Regions from separate parts of the Danio rerio genome. Here region 1 is linked to region 2. Evidence: chromatin contacts called from public Hi-C data. All regions are on one chromosome and are shown on one strand. The core of a region is the stretch at or near the end of the contact, and the rest is flanking DNA. Distances in the headings are between cores, read along the strand shown.

Region 1 (5,664 bases), core at 2,622-5,121, 80 kb after region 2:
GAATGGGCTGCCAGGTTAAGTTGAAAGACTATGAAATTATGAAAGCATTTTCTATAAGTTTAGTTCGATGTCTCTTTACCTAATAATAATAATAATAATAATAATAGTAATGATAAATTAGTTTAATGTAGTTAACTTTAATTGTTAAGGTAGATAAAGTATGGTGGAAATAATGCGAGAAACCAGATACTGGAAAACACCAGGCAGACGGTTCAAGAAGACTGTAACTAAATAACAGCTGGATGTAAACAATGACTCCGTAAACATATCAATCAATTTATTCTCTTTCAGTAGCTTTGACTTAAAAGACAAGATTTAAAAATAATTTGGTTCGGGTCTTATTTAAAATAAATAAATAGAATAATAGCAGTAATTATTTTAAAATACCGAACAAAATTATTCTTCATTATAAAACTTTAATCGAACGCATGGTTGTAAATGCCAAGAAAAAAACTTCGAACGCGTTAATTGTTGGAATTAAGAAATAGCCTGAATATGATCAACATTAAAGACTAAATTACAAAAATTTCAAGTGACATTGCAAAGCATGCCTTTACCTCTAGATCTGGTAAATTTCAGTGGACTTGTTGCTGGTCCAGTCGGTGAGTGAACTGAATCTCTCCCAGTAGTTTGTTCGCAAGATGAGTCGTCCGAATCTCCTCCATCTCGATCTACTTTGCATTGATCATCATACATGCGCATTGAAGGCATGGCTAATTGTTTTCTGAAATTTAAACTGAAATCGGTTTACTGTAATAACCAAATATTTGTGTTTTGAACATATTAAATCGTTCATAACAATATTTAGCAAAATACCTTTTTTCTCTTCTTCCATTGCCAGTGTCTCTGAATCCTTTTGCAAATGGATTATTATCGATTTTCAGTTGTGTGATCTATAATAAAAAAAGTGAAATCACATTTAGGTCATTACATTTGATCATGCTTTCATTGAAATGAGATATATTAAATTAACAGAACATTTTTTTCCTGTGGCTGCAATTTGTTGTTTAAATAAGTTCAAATTAAACAAATTATCTAATTAAATAATAAATAAAAACGTGGCCTAAAGCATGTCCTGATTTTTCTACAACGGCTGGCTGAATTGTATTGTGAAAGATTGCCAATTTATAATTAGTCTAAATAATCAAAAGTAATCGTTCATTCGAATTCATTGTGTTGTTACCATCACATTTGACTTTTGTTTTTTCACATTTGATCGATATTCTCTAGCTTCTCAAGTTCCATACAGGCAAGCATTGTGTCCGTTATCAATAAATGGCCTGTATAACGTTAGTATATTATTGTTAGTTTTCTGTTGTCAATAATTTGACTACAAATAACTGAAAAACAAAAACATCATAAAAGCCAAATAAAAACACACTTTTTAAGCTACGTTTAAGTACTCCAACTTACCTTGTCATTCTGATATGCAGTGACAGCTATAAAATCGGTCTCGGGGAATACATATGTCCTGAAGGTGCTATAAGGAAGCTTCAGAATGTCGTTGGCTCTAACGATATGAAACCTGGGTTGGTATTTGTGCATTGAATTTAGAATAGTCTGAAAGAAAATAAAATAAAGTTATACGGTCAATAAGAAAATCAGCGACATCAAAACACTTAAAAAGAGACAAAACACTAAATGTCGGCGACTGCTGTGTTTTATGTATCTTTATAATGTGATCTTGGAGGTGATTGCTGAGACAGGCCTTTAGTGTATAATCTTTGTATTATTATTATTATTATTATTATTATTATTATTATTATTATTATTATTATTATTATTATTATTTTGTATTTTCGGCCCTTGTTTTAGGCTATAGCTAAAATAGATTGCATTGCAATTTAAATATTTTGTATGTTAGAATATCGTAAGTAACAAAAATTACATTTGAGACAGCTTTTCATTCATGCTTCATTTAGTCAACACTTCCTAAAACATGCTAAAAATCCAAATGCACCCCAAAATGTCCAAAGACCATAGCGTAATTTCCCAATCATCTTTGCTTCTTGATCATAGATAACCCAACTTTATTCACCGTATCCCCTTTGTTGTTCTTGCAATGAATGGAAATTACATAATAAGAAAATAGGAAGAGTTTCTAATAACACATTTAGATTTACATACAAGAAAAAAGTAACTTACAAATCCATGTTTATCCGAAATATTGTTGGTGAGCTTGAGTTTATGGAAAGCAACAGGTTTTGCCATCCACTGTTCACCAGTAGCCGGGCTATCTGGGTGAATGTACATTCGTTTGGGCATCTCCGGATCGGCCTTTCCTGCGACCATCCATCGAGAGTTGTGAAATTTGTACCGACAGTCATCCGCCGCAACAATATCCATCAAAAGTATATACTTGGCTTTTTTGTCCAGGCCGTTCACCCGCACCTTGAACGGAGGAAACATTCTCCTATGGACGAAAGAGATATGATGGTGGGTCTGGGGCCGAATTTATTTAACATTTTTAGAAGACATTAAATAAATTTCTGATTGGATATAAATGCAAATAACTAATTTAACTATACCTTTCCCGTTATAACCATAAATAAATAAATAGCCAATGTTTTGCTTGTTTGGCAAAGGGCAAAACATGGCTATTTATTGTTTATATAAACATTTACCGACTATATTTACAAAGTTAAAAGAATTTTTTACATCTTTATAATTCATGTAGACTTGTTATTTAGACATGCTTGTCGATAAAATATCGAAATAAATTTATAAATTAATAAAATGTAGCCTACCAGCTAATAGTTGTTGTTTATTTTCACTTAAACACGTTCCCATCGTTTACAGAAAGATTTTGGTTACATTGGTTCAGAAACATTAGTCTATTTATATATTAGTGTTTTTATTTAATAGCCTAATAGATCGCATATAAATTTTATTTGAATACTGTCATGAATATATGCTATGTGGAACAATTCTTAGTCTACTCTCTTAAGAGGCTTCGATGCTATGTCAGCATCCAGTACATCTGAATTTTAACCGAGCAATATTTTATAATGTAAAGTATATTTTACGATAAAATAGACCCAACTCTTCGCAGAGTAATATAATAACATCACCCTATGCAGCATTCAATAGGTTAAATAATGTAAAGACCTTACCTTCCTGATTTAGTGATGACCATTTCTGTTCCAATTTTGTGGAATTGATCCCAAAGCTCCTTAGCTTCTAATGTAACTTTAGGATCGTCCTCAACATCCTCCTCTGGCTCGAGACCCTTGAAAGAGCGCAGATGAGCCGCCTGGTGGTGATGTCCAAGCGCCGCGTGTAAACCAGCTTCAGCCGCACCGGAGAGCGCATGATCCGCCAGCGGTTTACTGAGACCCGGTGGTAAAGTGAGCGCTGGAAAGAACGAAGGTTGAGCCGCCGCAAGGAAAGCTGACATGGGAAAGTCGGCCGGCCTGTGCGCGTGAAAAGGGTGATAAGCCATAGCGTTCGCTGTGAAAACTGGATCTCTCATCGGTGCATCCAAAAAGCCAGATGAATGTATAATATTCTAAAAAAAGAATTGCGCCTGTAAAAACAACTCGTAAGTCCGACTGACTGTCGCTCTCTTGCCACTGAAAGCCAGTGTTGATTTCACAGTAGTTGAAGAGGACTGGTAGGAAATGTCACTACCATTTGAGTATGTCCAGTTGCAGCACAGTGATAATATCCTTCAAAAGAGCAATATTGACACTTCGGTTCAGATTTACAGTTTTCCTGCTGCAATAGTCTCAAGATTTAAAGCAGCCCCAAAATCAAGGATGCGTAAGTCACGAGCACTGTTGAAGAATTGGAGGTTCTTCCCTGACCACTGTGTAACTGTGTCTGTCTTACATGCCCCTTCTCACTGGATCTCCGCACTAATGAACCAGACCGTCTTGATTGCCGATTTTACGCATTCTGGACCAATTGTAGAGCTTCATAGGCGTGGTTTTGACAGCTCCAGCCAAGATCGTGGAAGGGGGGTTGACTGGAAGGTGTCGGAAGCATTTGCAGTAAGAAAACATGTCAACAGAATAAAATATTAACCAATGACAGAGTAAGGATCTGGAAACCCCACCCCCGCATAACCTAACTGAAGAACGGTCATCTGGCTGTAGGCAGCCGTGTAAGAGAGTGCTTCTCCCGGCTTGTGTTTCACCAGTATAAGAACCGTGTGCTTTCTGTAAGCTCCAATGCTAAACTTTTAGAAAATGCATTTAAAGTTGTATGTGACTAACATACAAAAAATATTTAATGTCGATTTAGTGTCGCTGTTTTAAACATTTTGGAAATATATAGCAGCAACCCACATTTCACGGATAACAAAATAATTCTAGACAACAAATGCAGTTATTTGTGTTTACGAAGACCTTAAACCGACCGAATGTAATATTTTACAGTACTATATTCGCCTATTTTTTACCCTAGCGATCTTCCGTACATTGGTTTCAGGATGTGGGATACTCGTAAAAGCAGGGCGCATTTAAAAGCGAAAATAAAGAATTTAGAGGGAATAACGAGCTGTCACATAGCCTTTTTTCCAATATACGCCTGCAACAAACTATCGATGAATCGATCCTTGATAGAGACATTGTGTATTTTATTGTAGCAAATAATTGTATATTCATCTTTTTTCATTTTACAGAGCTATTCACTGTTTGTAAAATCGGCCGACAGGGTACAGCAGAGTAACAATCTCAGCTTTAAAGCTCCACAAACAGTCGTGTACCTTTAAGAGGCTCGTCAACAGATTCTTGATTAAGTGGGACTCCGTTTGTTAAAGAGCGCTTGGCGCCAGTCTGCTGGAGTCCCACAATAAGAACCTACCCCTGTCAATTCATATTTACCCCCAAATTCTCAAACAGCGTTCACCGATCCACTCAATGTTCTCCATTGCTTAGTCTACATGTTGAAAAAAATCCAACGAAAGTTTTTTTTTCTTCTTCTGCCAATCTATTTCCGCTTTCAACAATTAATCACCCTAGTGAAAGCCAACATATGGAAGATTTGTCTGGTGTTTTGAATAGATGTCTGATCAGTTAGGCTACTTTGATAAAAAAGGACGCAAAACAGTTAGGATTGGTATTAATTCCACACGTTTTTCTCAGATTTGGAATCTTGCACAATGTCAACAGGAAATACACGTTGTTTCTTTCAGTGAACTCATTTCATTCTCTGAAATGCTTACGGTGGACTTCAGAAATGACTTACTGAAGAACCCAAAACAACAGAACTTTCCTGAGAGAGAGAGGGGGACATAGGTTGCTTCCGACTTAATGCCGTCAAATCTCAAGCCGCTCTGCGAGTTGAAGTTATAAGAGAGGATCTTGAGTTACGGGTCCAGGATTTTCATTCACGGATATGCGAAGACAACAGGAAGAGGACATCAGAATATTTTTATGGATCATCCTGTTTCGATATTTCAACTTTGGTAAGATCTATGATATAGCATATAATGTGGACAAGCTTCATATTTCCGGTATAAATGAACGCAGGTGTATTTAGAAATTTTAATGTATTTACTTTAACATAGTATGCATCTATTCAAGGCATTGTTTCTAGCCATTAATTCCACATTGCGAAATAATTTATGTACTGCTTTGTTCTGCAATATCCTTGTAGGCTAAGTTAAACATAATTCGAATTATTTAAAATATTGTTTCTTAGCTGCTGTTTTTTTTTTTT
Region 2 (5,169 bases), core at 741-3,240:
CCTCTGTGATAGCTGTGATAAACCTCTCTGAAACTCCCCATACTGGCCTCCCCCAAGTATAATTGGTCCCTAATTATTATATAATATAGTGTGGCGGCTGCAATAAATTTAAGCTTATCCATCTTCATGATTTTTAGAATGACAACACGAGAAAAACATTTATTCATTCATTCATTTTCTTTTTGGTATAGCCCCTTTATTAATATGGGGTCGCCACAATGAAATGAACCGCCAACTTACCCAGCACATGTTTTACACAGCAGATGCCCTTCCAGCTGCAACCCATCTCTGGGAAACACCCATACACTCTCATTCACACTCATACACTACGGACAATTTAGCTTACCCAATTCATCTGTACCTCATTTAGACGGTGGGGGAAACCGGAGCACCAACCCACGCAAATGCAGGGAGAACATGCAAGCTCCACACAGAAACACTAACTGACCTAGCCGAGGCTCGAACCAGCGACCTTCTTGCTGTGAGGTGACAGCACTACCTACTGTGCGGCCGCGTCACCAAGAGGAAAACATTTTGTTTACATTTCAAATTCAAATTTAAATAGTCACATACACATTCATACATGGTGTGGTATGTAGTGAAAAGCTTGTATGATAAAAACAAAAGACTATAAATTAAGAAATTAATTAAGGAATAGGAAAAAGAAATACAATATAAAACAACAACACGGTGGCTCAATGGTTAGCACTGTCACCTCACAGCAAAGAAGGTGGCTGGTTCAAGGCTGTGTCAGTTGGCATTTCCTTGTGGAGTTTGCATGTTCTCCCTGTGCTGTGTGGGATTGCTCCGGTTTCCCCCAGAGTCCAAATATATGCACTATTAGTGAATTAAACAAACAAAATTTGTTGTAGTGTATGTGTGTGGATGAGTGTGTAAGGGTGTTTCCCAGTACTTGGTTGCAGCTGGAAGGGCATCTGCTGTGTAAATGTAATTGTGAAGCGGATGCTGACAAGGGAGTTGAGGATCCAAATGCAGGGTTTATTATACAGAGATGTTCAGGCAAGCAACAGTAAAGACGGGTAAACAGATGTATGTAAGCAAATCCAGAATTGTAGTGAAATGCAGTGTAATCAAACAAACAAACAAACAAACAAACAAACAAACAAACAAACAAACAAACGTCAAAAAAACACGGCAAAATAAGACATGAAAAACATGTCGTAATGTCACAAAACTGTAAAACAAGACTCAGCAACAATGTGTGTGTTTGTGCAGTTTTTATAGTCCTTGTAATCAGTTCATGAGTAGCTTCAACTGTGTCTTTCTGCAATCATAGTGATCTAGGCCAGGTGTATGAGAGGTGCATGACTGGATCTTGTAGTCTGTTTAATGGTGGATTTGTAGTTCTATCCAATTTTGTGTGTTTACCAGCGATCTGCCTAGGCTGGATCGCTGGTGATCGTGACAGTGAAACATTTGCTGGATAAGTTGATGGTTCATTCTGCTGTGGCAACACCTGATTAATAAAGGGACTAAGCAGATGGAAAATGAATGAATGAATGAATGAATGAATGAATGAATGAATGAATATAGAATAATTTAGATATTCTATAAATAAGGGACAAAGTTAAAGGAAAATTAATAAAAATATTGGTTCTAGGAGCTTTAAAGAATCTGTAACAGAAACCAGACTACTGTGGTCCAGTTTTGTTTTATACAGCAATGACATTAAATATGTGGACACTGCTTTTGGAACATTCTTTAAAATATTTTCGTTTGTTTTGGTCCACGAGTTTGGAATGACCAGTTGTTTAATTTTTTGGGGGAACTACTCTATCCGCTTAAGCATAAAATGTTAAATGCTTCATGGCAACATTACACATAGTGCTCCCTCAACGCAGATGCCACAAACATAGCTGAAAAGAATCTGTGTTGATGTCTTCACCCGTCACACAGTGGAACATATTGCTTACTAGTGGCACAATGAGACTGGGTGACTTTAGTTACACGTTCCTGTGGACCGGCAGACTGTAACAATGGCCACAGAGGCCCTGCTCCCTACATCTCTGTGATAAGGCCACGATCTGGTTTCACTCCATCCTGCTGGTGCTGATTGACATCCCTGAATGCAGCTTTTGATGCGAGGCTCCAGTTTAATTAAAGCGTTTGCCCAGAGATCTGCAGCGAAGTCTGCTGCTGATAAATACTAAATGGACTTCATCCACTAGTGTCCACGGCGCGATGGGAACAGATAGGATTAGGGCAGAATTTGACAGTTTTACAGATGTTTATATTGGGGCCTGGTGAAGAAAGTACCTCTGGATGCTTTCGGAGTGAGCTCTGCCAACACACTTGAGCCTCTGTGGCCCCGAGTAACGGGCAGTGTGAGATTTCACACGGTCGAAACATGGCACTGACTCTCTGGTGTCAGGGTGGCAGTGTTAGAGCGAGGCGGGATCAGCTCTCTATCCACTGGGGCTGATATCAGGGTGTCAGGCTACCTGTGTGGGCTTGCAGGAGTGTGATAAAGCCACCGGCAATCCATCCGCCCGCTGGTGCGACCCTTGAACCCCCTGGCCGTCTTTGAGCTTGAATGCTCACGCTCCGCCATGGCTTTGAAGCTAGCCACTCTTGCAGTGCGCAGATGTGTTGGTGATGAAATCGATGGAGAAAGGGAGAGCTTACTGTAGACTTTGCTATCTGCGTTCCATGGTCGACAACAATGTGCGCTGATAGTTCTGAAAGAGAGGGCTTATGGGTGGATGTGCAAAAGCAGGTAACAGATACCCTCCTGTCACCTGTTCCTTACACCACCACTGACAACAAGGACCCCCATTCACTATCGACCCTCCTATTCTTCCCTTCAACTATGAATAAGTAATCGTTCCATCCGAAAGGCGGGTTGGGAACTTGGACCGGACCATTTCATGTGGCAGCCGCGGGTAAAGCGATCTCCCCCATCATGGGCAACCGGAGCCGGAGAGGGCCTCTTCTTCAGCCGGTTTGTAACCCAAGCTGTGGCTCTCGCTCTCTCTGTTTACCTGCCGCATCAGGCCGGTCCTTTATTCCAGTGAGTGGCAGCTCAGAGGGGCTCACTTTCACCTCTGTACTATGGCACATTGTAATATTTAATGGCAAACAAGCTTGAGCAGGAGTGTGGGTAACTGAACCCCTTGGTTTTCCACGAGGAGATGGAGGCAGTTTGATCTCGGCTGTTGTAGAGCAACACATGTCGAAGTGCAACATTAGTTTCTGTGGTGGTTTGCCGTGGAATCAAAAAAATAATAATTAAGAAAAGTGTCAGAGGGTTATTTGTTGATATTGTTTGAATCAAGGAATGTTAAGGGATATATGGCTCAATCCAATAGATTCGTGGTATCCAAATGAGTGTCAAAGAAGGTATGGGATCTGGGAAGCAACTGATATTCAGGGCATCCAGATAGTATTCAAAGCGGTTCACGTTTTTCACATTTTTTTATGTTACAGCCTTATTCCAAAATTGATTAAATTCATTTATTTCCTCAACATTCTACACACAATACCCAATGATGACAATGTGAAAAAAAGAGTTTTTTAAATTGTTGCAAATTTATTAAAAATAAAAAACCTGAAAAATCACATGCACATCAGTATTCAGTCTTTGCTGTGAAGCTCTAAATTGAGCTCAGGTAGCAAAGTATACTCCCCTGTTTAGTGCTAAGGGTTGTAGCCTGTCGTGAGGCATGTTCTGAATTCCACTTCCTGTGAGGGTGTGCCGGCAATGGCTCCAGGTAAGGTGCAGTAAGCATAGCGGTTTGCTAATTGTTCAGTAGCTGGGGGTGAATGCTTACTCTGTGTTGTTGCATTCCAGCCTGCCTGGTTTGTGTGCGTGTTTCCATCAGTGTTTTGACTGATTGGATGTCTGACTGACCCACTGTCAGTTTCAGCGCGGTTGGAGACTTTATATCAATCAGCGGATTTGGTATAAGAGCACTTCCATTCTTGTTTGGTGAGTGTTTTGCATGTGGTTGTAAGTAGGATTGTTAACCAATGCAATGATTTATAACCATGTGTGGATTTATGTTTGTTAAAGGATTCTCCTTGTTCAGATTGTAAATGTGCCCACATTTCTGTTGCTGCGGTTTAGGAACGTTCATGCTACAATCCAGAAGTATTTAATACTGCTTTCTAAATGATGCCATTTTCTGAGCGATGTAACTGTAATGCTGCGTTCACACCAGGGGCCTGTTTCAGAAAGGAGGTTAAGTGAAAACTCAGAGTATTTTAACCCTGAAATGAGAGAAACTCTGGGTTTTCCCTTTCAAAATGGCAGGTTTGTTAAACTCGAGAAATCAGGGTAAGTCAAGCCTGTTTCTGAAAGAAAGGTAACTTTAACTCAGAGTCAGTTACTGTGGTAACTTACTCCGTGAATCTAACCTGGTCCGGAGCAGGTTTTATTCTCTAAACTGAGTTTCTGTCGGTCTCCTCCCCATTTTTAAAGATGAAGCATATTTCTCGCCTTAGCCTTACGTCTCCACACACCTATTTTAGAGCTCATGTTGGAGATGCCCATAAAAACGATTGATGGAAACGTCATGATTCACATAACTTTTGAAAATACGCATAATAAAACATGTGCAAAACTGAGTAGGTGAAACTTTTATTTGATAAGATGCACAAACTACGAAGTGCACTTAACAAATTAAAGTATGTGCATTAAATGATAATGAGAATGAAGAGATGATGATGAAAATGTGTGTGAATGGACAAACCAGCAGACTGAGCACACTGCAGAACATCTTAAATGTTGTTTTAGTCATTCTAAAATGCCTTAACTATTTCAGTATTAGTGTATATTTGTTGTAAATGAGGGCGATGCCGATCCTCTTGTGCACCACCAGAGGGAGCCATCGCCCGAATTCTAATTCGACTCACGGACTCAAAATCCCACAAGCCCTGCTACCTGGCACTGATTGCGGTCCAGGTGCAGCTCATCAACTCCCGTGTATATATACCGCACTCACGCTCTGGTTCATTGCGAAGTCTTGATTTGCCTGGCTGTCATTTCTGAGCGTTCCATACTCCCTGCTTCGGACTGATCTGTGTTTCTGACCCTGTGCTTGTTCTACGATTACGAAAGACATCTGCCTGCCCCTGATCTCCAGCCTTTTATTCTGACCAGTAAGATATCTGCCTGCCTTTGAACTTTTGCCTGTCCCTCGTTCTGTC

What was found. Hi-C and Micro-C count contacts between places; a contact is called where the count stands out from the background.
Region 1: a Hi-C map of an unstated tissue shows a contact between it and region 2, with 3 times the contacts expected there. The contact joins the promoter of tbx2a here to the enhancer-like site in region 2. A contact is called at or near these places in 2 of 18 Hi-C or Micro-C datasets (caudal fin and an unstated tissue).

What each region holds. Positions count from the first base shown.
Region 1 is chr5:61,841,967-61,847,630 of GRCz12tu, forward strand. It overlaps tbx2a (T-box transcription factor 2a), which reads right to left and starts at 3,872. Exons shown (of 7, transcript NM_001102384.1): 1 at 3,114-3,872; 2 at 2,146-2,413; 3 at 1,414-1,560; 4 at 817-893; 5 at 558-724. The coding sequence starts at 3,472. It overlaps LOC141385627 (a long non-coding RNA gene), which reads left to right. Exons shown (of 3, transcript XR_012406395.1): 3 at 5,138-5,664.
Region 2 is chr5:61,764,216-61,769,384 of GRCz12tu, forward strand. No RefSeq gene overlaps it. Among named protein-coding and RNA genes, the nearest start is that of acaca, 20 kb to the left of the region's middle. Within about 2 kb of position 1,991, at least 6 of the 62 cell types and tissues checked have an H3K27ac peak or open chromatin away from gene starts, as enhancers often do.